Linked DNA regions of Zea mays: region 1 is linked to region 2. Evidence: chromatin contacts called from public Hi-C data. All regions are on one chromosome and are shown on one strand. Each heading gives the region's core, a stretch centred on a gene start, on an enhancer-like site or on the middle of the called end of the contact. The rest is flanking DNA. Distances are from core to core; before and after follow the strand shown.

Evidence for each region. A called contact is a pair of places that touch in the nucleus more often than the background predicts.
Region 1: a contact with region 2 is called in a Hi-C map of bundle sheath, with 2.9 times the contacts expected there. The contact joins the promoter of LOC100216670 here to the promoter of LOC100217134 in region 2. A contact is called at or near these places in 3 of 25 Hi-C or Micro-C datasets (bundle sheath, ear and tassel).

The regions. Positions count from the first base shown.
Region 1 is chr1:301,096,270-301,103,297 of Zm-B73-REFERENCE-NAM-5.0, forward strand. It overlaps LOC100216670 (Ras-related protein RABA2c), which reads right to left and starts at 1,576. Exons shown (of 3, transcript NM_001143079.1): 1 at 1,430-1,576; 2 at 1,104-1,306. The coding sequence starts at 1,268. It overlaps LOC100280558, which reads right to left. Exons shown (of 2, transcript NM_001153477.1): 2 at 2,610-2,846.
Region 2 is chr1:300,812,043-300,819,126 of Zm-B73-REFERENCE-NAM-5.0, forward strand. LOC100217134 reads right to left here and starts at 1,581. Exons shown (of 1, transcript NM_001143502.3): 1 at 101-1,581. The coding sequence starts at 1,481. The coding sequence ends at 279. LOC103645715 reads right to left here and starts at 4,243. Exons shown (of 2, transcript XM_008668727.4): 1 at 3,361-4,243; 2 at 2,705-3,281. The coding sequence starts at 3,852. The coding sequence ends at 2,739.

The DNA.
Region 1 (7,028 bases), core at 326-2,825, 280 kb after region 2:
CACTTCACCAGCTGACCGGCGAACATCAGTTTGTCGTACCCATAAGTCTGCATCTGTGAAACCCCGAGCTTGCTCCAGTTCAAGACATGCACAGATAGTTGAAGATCATCAAGAACGGGTTGTGGCCTCCGGTACAGCCTTCAGCTCGACTTAGGCACTCCTCGGCCATCCGATGCTTGGCCTCCGGACCATGCAGATGAGCCGGCCACCTTCTCCGCTGACGCCCGCACCTTCACGGGAAAGATGGCTTTGCCATAGTAGCCCGGCTCCAGCTTTAGCGTGTGGGATAAGCTGGCGAAGGAGCAGATCCTAGTGTCGGCATCGACGGGGCATGGATAAATTTTAAATAGATAGGACATGACCTCATGGGCACGCCAGCTGAGAGCAGCACGCTGATCACTCGATCGGCATCACATAAGGCCCAGTTTACACTGCACAGCAGTAGACTTCTCTTTTTAAAAGTTGTTTATCTAATTTGTTGGTTAATTATCAATATGATGAATCGATTTACGAATGACAGTAAAGGTAAATTAAGTAAAGATAAGCATAGCTGCTCCTACTTGGGTACTTCACCCCACCTTAGTTAATGTAGCACTGCCCATTGTTGGCCAGCGCGGTGTCGTCGCAACCTGCAGGTGCTCTTGAGCTGTTGGACTTGTCATGCCCTCGAGATCCCCCAGGATGGCATCCCGGTTCCAGAATTTGACGTCATTACTGCTGCTAGTGCTACCCTTGCCTTAACCACTATGGTGTCGTGAGACGAGCCCATAAAGTTGTCATGTTTTATATTACATTCTATACAACGACATACATCGTATGTCCCAAACTATAGGTTGTTTTGGCTTTTCTAGATACATCAAGCATCTAGCCACATAATATGCCGTGTTCATTCCAGCTAAGCAGGTTTTTTTGGTGATACTAGTGGAAAATGTGTGGTTAAAACTTTTGTAATTTTAGTTGATTCCAAACAATGAAATTCGGATTCGTCCGTTGTGGAAAAGGATACACTATTTGTCTAGTTACATAACAGAAGTTGTGTATTTACAAATGTCAAAACGACTTATAAACTAGAACGTTCTTCAAATCATTGCGGGTGGGTTTACCTGCAGGGTGCGGGTGGCGAACTCGACGCCGATGGTGGACTTGGACTCGAGGCAGAACTCGTTGCGGGTGAATCGGGAGAGGATGTTGGACTTGCCGACGCCGGAGTCGCCGATGAGCACGATCTTGAAGAGGTAGTCGTACTCGTTGTCCATACGGTGCGCCATCGCCGGGCGACCGCCGCCCGCCGCCGCGGATCCTGCTCCTGCAGCAGTCACACGCCACCGAGATCCACACAGTAAGAAGCCGTGGCGATGACGCGCCGCAGCGCGGATCGGTCGGGTCGCGGAATGGGGGGAGGGGCTGCGGCGATTCGCGCGTTGCGTACCTCGGATTCGACCGGAGGCTCGTGGAGGGATCGGAGGCCGATGGAGGTGGCTGCGACGGGCCGACGATGACGAGAGACGGAGAGGGGGTACGATAGGCGAATGGAACGGAAACGGAAGGGGACGCGGGCGTAAACAGCGCAGCACGGTGAGGGGAAGGGGAAGCGGAAGGTTCGTGACTTGGTGTTCGCTCGTTTATACTGTGCGCTCCCAACGGCCGATTCGAACACCTCCGTTGTCGTCAGACAAAATAAAGTTCAAATAAAACTACGAGCCCTTGTGTCATAATTTTGGAGCTTTGGTGTTTTTTGACGCGTAAAAGCATCACCACGTTCTCTGTCGGGTGAGGATGATTCCACAGTCTGAGAATAGAAAATGGTAGACAAATAAATAAAAGAATTCTCACATGTTTGCATGTTACTAGCGGTTTGAACCACCGTACCTGTACTTAAAATTTTTGTTGTTGTTGTTGTAAAAGACAAGATCTGCATGCTAGTGGTTGGTACAATGGTGGTTGACGAGGTCGTGCATGCGACCCAAAACCATGTGCCACTCGCAATTTTTTTAGAACAGTATTACTTTCAACTCTGAAATGGTCCAGCTTTCTAGTTGAACTGCAACTTCAACAGTTTGGGCAGATTTGAGCCGTCCGTTTGACCATGGCCGTGGATGGGGATGTTATGTTACCCTTGCTTTGCCTCTTCTAGACGCACGTACAATCTGTGGCCCAGAAGTATGTACTTGCCCTGAAAAGCCCGACATGAATAACCTGCAGAAAGTTGATTGTGATTTGCCCTGAGGGCCGACGAGAATTACCTGCAAAAAAAACATCTGAAAATCTGCAAGCAAACTGCATCACTTTATTTGCTCCAGCATCGCCCCAATAGCTTGCAACCGTACGCATCCCGCATCCCTGCTTAAAGAGTCCATAACATCCTCGTACCTTTCAGACACTACTCCGAACAACGAAAAATTCAGACGCTAGCAATCCTCTGGTTCAGTAACACAAGCCACAGCCTACACATCTTAAGGCTTACTCGGTTACGTCTCGATCGAAGGGGATTAGAGGGAATTAAATCCTTCGCTAGTCAAAATTAAATAGAACGTAACCTTCCTCAATCCCCTTCGATCTAGACACAACCGAACAAGCCCTTAAAAAGCATTTTCAAGGAATTTGGTAACTGAAACCAAACAGCGGAACTTGATTCTAGATAAAAGCATTGGGAAACTATGCCCTCAGTCGTTGTGTAGGGCCAATGCAAGTCGCACCATACAACGATCTAGAGACATATCGGTTGTCAGATCTTGTTGAGCAAGAGGATCCAATGCTATCGTCTGGGGAGTGGAGACCAGCAGACCCAAAACACAGGGCAGTTTAATTATTAACCTGCTGAACTGTAATGAAAGTCTTCTGATGCCCTACAAGATAAGCACAGGTAAAATAACTTAGGGCTCACATTATACCATCAGCTAGACTGAGCCCTTCAAATATTAGGGGCCGAACAACAAAACCAGATCACAAAAACAACTCATGCTACCCTATACATAATTTTTTTTTTCGTGAACGCGCAGGAGAGCTGCGCATCATTAAATTAAGAGAAGAAACAGTCCAAAATGGACCAAAGTACAATGGCACAAAAGGCCAAACACAAGACCACCAAAACCTGACCAAACACAAGACCACTAATACATGCTACGCACAGGAATGCAGCTGCCCTCTGCACAGGACAGCAGCACAAGTGTCAGCAGGCCGCACACCCACACAACTTCTCTTCACTAAGCCCCCAATAGAACCCTTGATCTGAAAATTGCAGCACCAGGACCCAAAGCCTCAAGATGTCTAGCACCGGCAAGCCTCCAACACTCAAACTCATCCAGAAAAACTGATTTTATTCCCTGAAAAGAAGGCCTGACGTCATCAAAAACCGCCTTATTACGATGCAGCCATAAACACCAAGCCCCCAAGATGATGATACTGTTAAAGCCTCTTCTTTTGGATTTGTGCACTTGCTTACACACCTTCTCCCACCAGTCAGCAAAATTGGACTCATTAGAGGCAGGAGAAAGATTAGCCAGCCCCAAGGAAGAGAGAATGTAGAACCAAAATTGCCGCGCAAAAATGCAAGTGCAAAGGAGGTGTTGGATATTCTCCGAATCTTGATCACATAAAGGACAAACCTCAGGATAAGCCAACCCTCTTTTCTGCAGTCTATCAGCTGTCCAACATTTATTTCTTATTGCCAACCAAAGAAAAAATTTGCATTTGGGTGGAGCCCAAGTCTTCCATAACCTCTTCCATGGTTCGAAGGTAATCGAACCCATGAAAAATGCCCTATAACACGACTTCGAAGAGAACTGACCAGAGGAAGAATGAATCCACACATGTCGATCCGCCTCCTGAGTGAGCACCACTCCCCTTAAAGCATCCCAAAGGCTAAGATATTGCTGCAGCCCAAGCAAACTAAGAGGGGTCTCAATGTCACTGATCCACTGCCAATTCTGAAGAGCATGGGCCACCGATCTAGAAGAAATAGCTCGTTTCCCAACATTAGCCACAACAGCAGGGGCAAAATCTTGGATACAAGACCCATCCAACCACCGATCTGTCCAAAATAAAGTATTATGCCCATTACCAACCAGAGAAACAATAGAAGCAGTAAAGAATCTCTTGACAATTTGTTGAATAGGCAAGTCCAAACCAGACCACGGCTTGGTAGGATCAGTTTTTTCTAGCCATAGCCATTTAGCTTGCAGCGCCCAACTCTGGTACAGCAGGTTAGAAATCCCAAGCCCACCGAGATCCAAAGGCCTTGTAACAATGTCCCACGACACAAGGCAATTGCCACCATTTACCTCCTTTCTTCCTTTCCAAATAAATCCTCTCCGAATCTTATCTATAGAATTAATCACCCACTTGGGGATTTTCATTGCAATGAGAAGGTAGATCGGGATGGCTGAAAGCACAAAGCGCACCATAGTTGTCCTGCCAGCGAAACTAAGCAACCGAGCCTTCCAATTAGGAAGTCGGTCTGCAACTTTCTCGACCCAAACCATGAGATCAGATTTTCTGAGCTTTTTATCTGAAAGTGGCAGTCCCAAATAAGTGCAAGGAAAGGAGGAAGCAGTGCACTGAAGAGTATTGCAGCCCATCTGTACCGCCTGCTCATTACACCTGATTGGGATAACAAAACTTTTTTGCAAATTAGATACCAATCCCGTGGCTGAACCAAAGCAGTCCAAAATCGTTTTGACACATTGAAAATCTTCCTCAAAAGGTTGAACAAAAAGGACCACATCATCAGCATAAATGGACAGTCTGTTACGGATATTAGCACCCTCCAAGCTGTGCAGCAGCCCCCTATTTTCAGCCAGGTTAAACAGACTGTTGAGAATATCCATAACCAATACGAACAACATTGGAGAGAGAGGATCACCCTGGCGAAGCCCTCTCCGGTGCCTAATAGGAATTCCAGGAGACCCATTCAAAAGCACTTGCGTAGAAGAAGAGGCCAGAATATTGGAGATCATATTTCGCCACACAGGACCAAACCCAAGATATGAAAGCACTTCAAGCAAGAAGGCCCAAGAGACCGAGTCAAATGCTTTGGAGATATCCAGCTTCAAGAGCAAACTAGAGACTCTCTTCTTGTGGAGAGATTTAATTGAATGCTGCACCAACATAAAGTTATCGTGAATCGATCGGCCTCTCACAAAGGCACTCTGATTAGATGCCACCAACTCCTGCAGATAGGGTCCCAATCTATTAGCAAGCATTTTGGTGACCAATTTAGCAAAACTATGAATTAAGCTAATTGGTATAAAATCTTTTGCAGACAAGGCATCAACTTTCTTAGGGAGAAGAGTTAAATAAGCTGAATTCAGCATCCCCAACATGTGAGTATTCCCTTGATGGAGTGAATTAATGGCAGCCAACAGATCTGATTTAATAATATGCCAACAACATTTGTAGAATTTTCCAGTAAACCCATCAGGACCAGGAGCCTTATCAGCAGGGAGAGCACCAATAGTGTCGCGAACCTCCTCCTCAGAGAAAGGTGCCTCCAGGGAACTCAAATCAATTGCAACTCTGTGGCAAGCAGCGAGGTTAAGAGAAAACGGTCTCTGGATATTAGAACCCAAAAGAATGGAGAAAAAATCGTCCAGAACCTCCTGCATTTGTTCATGGCTGGTGACAGTCCTCCCATCATTCTCCAAATGGGAAATAAAATTTCTCTTTTTGCGGAAGCGAGCCTGTAGATGAAAAAATTTTGTGTTGGCATCTCCATCTCTCAAGTAGTGCAACCGGGAACGCAAGCGTGCAACTGTCCTTTCTAAAGAAGCAAGAACAAGGCAGTGCTGTTTCAATTTCTGCAGCAACCATCGCTCATCTGAGGATAACGGCCTGCTGTCCTGCGCCATCTCCAACCTGTGCAGCACCCCACGAGCCAGTCCCAGCTGAGAATTGACATTTCCAACCGCACTATGACCCCAGGACTGCAACCTCCGCGCCAATCTTTTAAGCTTCAATGACACCCTCTCCAGAGGGCAAGAAGACTGAACCGGTTGATCCCAGGAAGCAGCAACCTCCTCCAAAAAACCCGGGAGTTTAGGCCAAAAATTCTCAAAATGAAACCTACGCCTCCCCCTAAGATCCGCATTGAGTTTAAGAATTAGAGGACAGTGGTCAGAAATTTCAGAGGCACTGCTGTAAAGAAAACAATCAGGGAAAGCCTCCTCCCAACAGGTAGAGCAAAAAACATGGTCCAGCTTAACTAGGGTGGGAACCGCCCGCTGATTTGACCAAGTAAATCTTCTACCATTCAAGGGAATCTCCTTCAAATCGAAGGAGCCAATAAGGCCTCTGAAATTGCCCAAAGAAGACCTGTTAATATTAGAATTATTCTTGTCTTCTGACTTGTAAATCTGATTAAAATCACCAGCTACTATCCACGGACCCACACAAGTATTTCTAATATCTCTTAATTCTTGGAGAAAAGCAGATTTCAAACTGTCTTGATGAGGTCCATATACCCCAGTGAACCACCAAAGAGGACCATCCGCACTTTGCAACTGAACTGAAACAGAATTGTTTTTGATAACTGAGGCAGCTGAGACAAACGAACCATCACGCCAAGCGATTAAAATACCTCCTCTGGACCCATGGGCGGGATTAAAAACAAAATTACTGAACCCGGACCCAAGAATAGTAAGAATGTTAAAATCTGAGACAGAATCCAATTTGGTTTCCTGAAGACAAACAACATCAGGTTTAAGGCTTACAACCACAGACTTGACAAAATCTCTCTTAGCACGACTGTTGAGACCCCTGACATTCCACACCAAAAAACAGCCCGGCTCCATGGAAAATAGTAAAACAAGCAACCAAGACGGGGACAGAACCAGCTCAGGCCTGCACCACCTGGGGCACCTCCCAACCAAACAGAGCTGCCAGGGCAGCAATATGATCGTTGGACAGGGCAGCATCAAACAAGCTAGCATACTTCCTAGCATCTTGGAAAGAAATATTTTCCTGCTCATCACAGAAACCCAAAAATCTGCACACTTTAGCAGCGGATTCAGAGCCCAACTCAGGGGGAAACT
Region 2 (7,084 bases), core at 331-2,830:
AAGACAACGAAGTTAAGGATAATCTTAGGCCATGTGCTAGGCAGAAGATGAAACCAACAAAACGTGCATTAAGCATCCAGAACAAGCCAAACACAGCTCCTTTCATCAATAACCACAAGTCCATAACTTAAACCTTGGATATGACCAATCAGTGATCATGAGTGGTTATATACTTCAGAAATCAAAATTGCAGAGTGGACAGCAGCCAATGAGCATCCACCTAAAACACAAAATGAGAAGCTTAACTTACACTGTTTTTGTTTTTGAAACGGCTTAACTTACACTGTCGAGGGCACAATACTAGCACAAGCTGCAGCATAAGCATCTGCAAGGCCAGGAACACAGTCCTTGTGGCAGTCGACGAACTTGGACTTGAAGGTTTCTTCTGCAAGAGAAGCTAATGAGGAAAGGCTCATGTTGCTATTCAGCAATCCCTTTCCCTGCAGCACTTTGATGACACGATACCGGGGCACTAGCCGCTTCTCCAAGCTGAATGCGAGCAGGATAGGCCTTTGCATAATATACTGTGGCTCTATCGCCCCCTCATTGACCAGGAACTCGATCTTGCGAAGAAGAGTCGCCTCAGACAATGCTAGTATTTGTGGCATCTTGGACACTGCATTCGAAACCTCAGACTCAGAACAACCAAGAGTCCTCTTAAAGAAGTCAAGTTTGGCAGCAACCTTCTCAGGGGGAAAACTGGTGACGACTCCCACTGCTTGCATGAACAAGGGCGACGCGGCAGGCACCCCAAGTTCTTCTGCCCGCAGCAAAAATTCCTTCACGCGTTCGAGGTTAAAGGAAAGCGTCCGTGGGCGGTGGAGACAGATCTTAGGGACGTTTCGAACGCCGCGTTGACGAAACAAGTCTATGTTGGGCTTTATTACCTTCTCAAGGTTCGCGTTGAAGATGCCCAAGTTTGCCTTTGCGACCGCCAGTACCCGATCAAAGGAGCCCAAGAAGGACAAGAAGAACTCAACCTTGGGAACGACGTCGCACCGGCGGAGAGCGCGTGAGCCGACCAGGAGGAAGCGAGCGATCTGGGGAGTAGACAGGCCGACGCGGTCGCGGAGAGCGACAAGGCGGGGTGCGATTTTACTCACGGAAGCGCGGAGGATCAGCGGGTCCGCAAAGACGACGGCGGCGATGTCGGCGCGGGAGAGGCCGGCGCCGGAGAGCAGCGCGAGGATGGCATCTGGGTTGGAGGCGGAGATGAGGCGTCTGCAGGAGTGCTCCTCCGATGATCTCTTGGATTCCCTGGACAACTCGTTGAACGCCTTCTTGGACACCAAGCGAGCTTGGGCGGGTGCGAAGCCGCAGGCGGCGACGAGGTAGTTCTCAAGGGAGAAGGGTGCGGGGACGGTGGCCGTAGAGGTGGAGGTGGAGAGGAGGCGGCACACGCGGAGGTGGATGTGGATGGGGGAGGGAAGCGGGGAGGCGGCGCCGAGCAGAGGGAGGAGCCGATTTCGGACGCGCAGCATGGCGACGGCTGCCAATGGGAGGGAAGGGGATTAGGTCGTCGGCCGTGAAAGCAAGCGGTGTCCTCGCCGCGGCAGGGGAAGGTCTCCAAGGGCGTGTTTGCGACCCTGCACCATGCGGCTCGGCCTGCTCTAGCCCAGCCCAAGTTGGCTTGGCCCAGTTGGTGCAAGTGACCTTGTTCGTGTTCCTGTACAAGATGAGCTCGACCCAGGCTAGATCGTGTTTGTGACTCTTTTTGATAGCTGGGCTAAGGATCCAACCGCCCTACTGCCAAACTGAGAATATGTTTGGCAGCTGGCTGTGGTCGGCCTGGCCCATAGATAGAAAATAGAGACAATTGTCATTATTGTCATTGTTATTTACAACAATACAGGCATTACAACTGAGTTAGCCTCAGACAATTTTAACTTAACTGGATCAATTATTGTCATTGCTATTTACATGTTACAATCAAAGAAGCCATGATCAGGTAGTTGGGCATCCATCTGCAACATAGTCAGGTAGTTGGGCATCCATCTGCAACATATCCATCAAAGAAGCCATGCAAGATTGACAATAGCAATAATTTTCCTCAGATATTAATTGTCATTTTCATGTGATCTTTTAACTTGGAGCATAAGGAACATAGCTGGGCAGCCATGAAACCATGATATTCATCCAACCCAACCATCAGTCATCTTTTGTGGATAACAGTTGCATTGGGCATGGATGTGCCCCATGGTTCCAAGGCAATAATCACAACATGGTGGAAACAACATAATTTTCAGCATATGCCCAGTACCTCACAATTTAAAGATCATCCACATTAACACGGGCAATAATGACAACATGGTTCAATGGCAATTATGTCATCATAGGAATAAAGGAAAGCACAAGTAAACATGGGCCTCAGCTGCAGTACAACACATCAAATGCAAATGCACCTCAGATTGGTGTATATAGCATCATTGGCCAAGTAAAAACTTCAATCATAGTATGAAATGGATGAAATAATATAAACTTACCACAACAGCCAACAGAGGCTACACAAATAGTGCCTTACAATAAGTTTGAGCCCAATAGCTTAGGGTTCAAATGGTGTCCACCCAAATGTTACCTATTGTTAGCCACCCTCCTAGGTAAATTAGACAAAAGGACTGGTGGGAGTAAACCAGACTGCACACCAAAATGTCTACAACAAACTATTCCCAGTTGTAGTCAAAAGAGAGAGTGGGTAGGAAGAGAGAGTGGGTGGTGGCGCACACCAACATGTAATTCACCTACATGTAGTAGTTCTTGGCTAGGAAGGTCCTAAGCCAAATGTTTCTATGTGCCTCAGTCATGTGAACAAAGCCCCTGCCTTGAGCCTTGTTGTCCAGGAGGAAGGTGTAGGCAACAATCAGTGCCTCCTCAGAATAGCCAGGCATCTCCATCACAGCTAGGTAGAGGTTAGCATCCACATGGGCAGGTCCAGTCTCTCTAAGGGCATTAGCCACATTGTTCACTGCATCAGACATATTGGTCAACATAAGCATCTCATCCTCACTGAAGTTCCCTCTCTTCCTCTTCCTACCCACAGCTATGGAGGGGTTCTCGGTGGCCTTGCTACCCTCTCCAACATCAGTTTGTGCTCTCTCTTCAGAGATATAGGTGAAGGCAGGTCCCTCAACCTTGGCAGCAACACTATCAACCTGGTTCTGTCCTAAGGCTTCACCAGAACCAAGTGCAAATTTGCTAGTGGCCATAGCATGGCCAAAAATGGCCTCCATCTCAGTGTAGAACCTAATAGGGCAGTTTAGGAACTCTGCATCTTTTGGATGGTCCTGATCAAGTAATTGAAAAGATAGTGTTTTAGACAAGTAAAAAAAGCAAGGAGTCATAGGAAACAAATCATAGTGCTACCTTGCAGTGGCCAAGGTAGTGCTCCTGATCAAGCAAGATAGCATTGGAGTCACTATCCCATAAAGCCCCACTAAGGTCTTTGAGCTTAGACACCCTAGACCATTTCTGCCTCCATTTCCTCAAGTGGTTATACACCTGAGTTGGGCTCACTGCCTCCCCACTGTACTCCTTAAGGGCTTTGGCAACAGAGTTGACATCCTTGTCCTTGAAGACCTTGTCAGGCCTGCTACCATCACTAAGAAGTTGAGCCATCCTCCTAAGAATAAATCCAGAGGTGTTGTTGTTCCACCTCATTGCCCTAGGACCCCCGGGAACAGCAGCAACAAGACCAGCTGCTGCTGGAGCAGCACCGACACTAGATGCAGTAGCATCATCAGCGTTAGCTGGTGCACTAGCACCAATCCTTATCATCTCAGTCATCACATCAGTAGCTGGGACAAACCCACCCTGATCACCAGCTGGGACTGAAGGCATCTTACCACTGGTTTGCATGTACAAATTAGGATAATAATATCAGCACAACAAGAAGAGACAAATGGGAATGAAAAAAATTGGTCTCAGCCATGTCCATCATATTATTACATTATCATCAAACAAACATGAGTTCCATAGCAGGGTAAACAAACCATCATATCCTAGAGCTTCCCCTCCCTTCCCACATAACATTGCAAATGGCATCCCTCTTTGCAGCCATGGCACTGGAATCTTGGCTCTGGCTACCATTGTCATCTAGTGGATCTACCATTGTGCCAGTGAAACCCTCCTCATTAGGCACTACTTCGTCAATGCCAAAGCCTAAAATCCAGTTATGCAGGATCGAGCATGCCAACACAAGCTTGACTTGTGTCTTATACTTGTGAAAGGGCTTGTTGTCCAAGATACGAAACCTCTTCTTCAATGCACCTATAGCCCTCTCCACAGTAACTCTAAGTGATGAGTGTCTCAGGTTGAACAGTTCTCTTGCATTGGTAGGTCGATTTCTGCTCCCAAACTCACTCAAATGGTACCTAACCCCCCTGAAGGGGGGTAGAAAGCCAGTGCGGCATGCATACCCCGCATCTACCAAGTAGAATTTACCTACAATGTGAAATCTACTGTGAGCTTGTGTGACATTGTAGAATTTACCTACAATGTGAACTTGGTAGTGCAATTACCTTGTGGGACAGTGAACCCATCATCCCTCTCAATGGCATCAGCCAGGATAAGTGCATCATGGGCAGACCCCTCCTAGCCAGCTAGAACATATGTGAACTTGAGGTGCTTTGAGCTAGGCCGCGAAACGGGCCAAGATGGCAAACAACGCTACTTGCAGCCCACGAGCGCAACCGGGCTACAGGGCCACCCTCACAAACACGCCCCAAACTATATGCAAAAATGGGACTTCGGTCTTATTTGAAAGCATTTTTTTTAAGAAATCAGTTTTTTATTTTTTAGCGAGGAGAGCCTAGCTTCTTGGTTCACCATCTCTTAGTTCATCACACATGAGTTAATCTATGCATTTGTAAATCTATGCACACCATTACCATAATGATTGTTTTAAACTTTTGTTCATATTCCGTGGTTGTTACATACAAAAGCCTCGTTTTGACAAGGCCAATTGGAATGAAGAGAACACACAAATATTATGTGATTTATGTGTTGACCAAATTAGAGCTGGGAACTGTCTAAATGGTACAATGACAACCAGAGGATACAACCTGATAAAGGAGGAATTCTTTTCTAAGACATGACTTAGACATGACACCAAACAATTTAAGAATATATGGACTCAGTGCAAGGCCTTGTACTCTTTTTGGTTGTTTCTTAACAATCAAAGTGGGTTAGGAAGAATGGCTGATGGTGTAGTTATAGCTTCAGATTCATTCTGGAAGACTCACACGGAGGTTAGTGCACTTGTGTCATATATCTCTGTACATGAAGCCCTTAGAACTGATAGCTAAAATGTGTGTTACCTTTTATTGCAGAAAAGAAAAGAGTGCAGGAAGTTTCAACATGTGATTCCTACGTACATGGAACAATTAGCAGAAATGTTCCATGGAATTGTTGTTGATGGGTCTAGTTCTTGTATCCCTGGTGATGTACACAGACCATCACAAGAAGTGTATGAAGAACAAGCAGAAGATGGAGATGGGGAAGACCTTTTGAATTCTAGTACCCCTAGTAGCAGAGGAAAGAGGAGCTTTACCAGCATAGCACATAGTCCACCTAAAAAAGCAAAAGTCCTATGGTAAAGATGTTTAAAGGACTAATCAGTGAAATACAACTATCAAGGAATGCAGACATTGATGTTTTTAACCAACTAAAAACTATCCAAGAAAACAAAAGTTTACAAGCCATTGATCAATTCAATTCTTGTTTAGACTTGCCAGAGAATCTGGAGCTGACAAGGAGTCAGATGAGTACTTTGAGGCAACCAAACTATTCAAGGATGAGTACAACAGAGCTATTTTCAATCGCTTTGAAACTGTAGCACAAAGGATGAAGTGGCTACAAAGGTTTTGCAAGGAATATTTTGGTTGAAGGTTACTGTGTGGCTTTTAGCACAAATTATGTGAGAACTATGTGTCATGTGTCTGTGTTTTGAACTTGTTGGAGAGTAGATCTCCGGCCGGGTGGCGGAATGCACCCGCCCTAAGTCCTGAGATGAGGAGGGGCTTAGGCGTTTCGCTTGATTGTTGGAGTGAAGGGGAAGAACACAAGAACACACAAGGGCTTAGAGTGGTTCGGGCCGCCAGAGCGTAATACCCTACTCCACTGTGAGATGTATTGCTTGAGAGCTTGTATGAGCTAGCGAGTCTGAGATCGTGTGTGTAACGTCGCATGCCTCCCCTTTTATAGCGAAAGGTGGGCATGCACAAAGGGACTGGCCCCGACATGTGGGCTCAGGAACATAAAGAATATAGTGCTTGGATCCTCTAATATCTGTTGTCGAGACAATCTTCTTGTGCCCAGACGCCCGACATCTGCGTATCCTTGGCGTACAGAGGAAGCTTCTTGCGAAAGAGAAGATGAGTATAGCGCGCCGCTCGACACAGGCGTATTGTTTGCCAGCAGACCCAGCAGGCGCGCCGCCTGTTGGATGACCTTGACGCCGCCTGCCAGCGGATGGGACGGGACGCATTAAATGCTGAGAGGGCATGTCGCCCGTCAGCGCAGAGGCAGGCGACGCGTCTTTTCCTCAATAAATGCAGGGGCTGCACGACTTCTCGTCAGGCTCGGCCCGGTAGCTTATGTCATGGGCCACAAGCAGTGGGTATCCGCCTGAGCGGGAAGTGGTGAGCAAGGCCCGCACACGTGTCAGCACCGGACCCCTACACACACCAAGGTCCTTCTCGTTTCGGGACCCTGCTGGGGTTCGGACCTATCCGGAGGCTCCGGACTTGTATATATATAGGAGCACGGTGTCCTTCTGTGGGGTCCGGACTTACTGAGGGGTGGTGCCTTTTCTTGCCACGTGGCGCCCTTTGGCCTGTCCACCCGGTGGGGTCAGGCGCGGTCCTCCGCGTGGCTAGGAGGCGTCGCATGGGTGCGATGTCTTCATGCTGTAGGAGAGGGTACCCTGATTTTGGGTACCGACAATGGCCCCCGGTCCCGCCTCAGGGGAGGATGCGAGCCTGCAGGTGGGACCAGAGTCTGATTGGCGGTTGGACCGCTGCTTCTGTGCGCCCGTTGTTGCAATTACTGCCGGCCCGCCTATGACCACGCCAACTGTCGTGCCTATTTC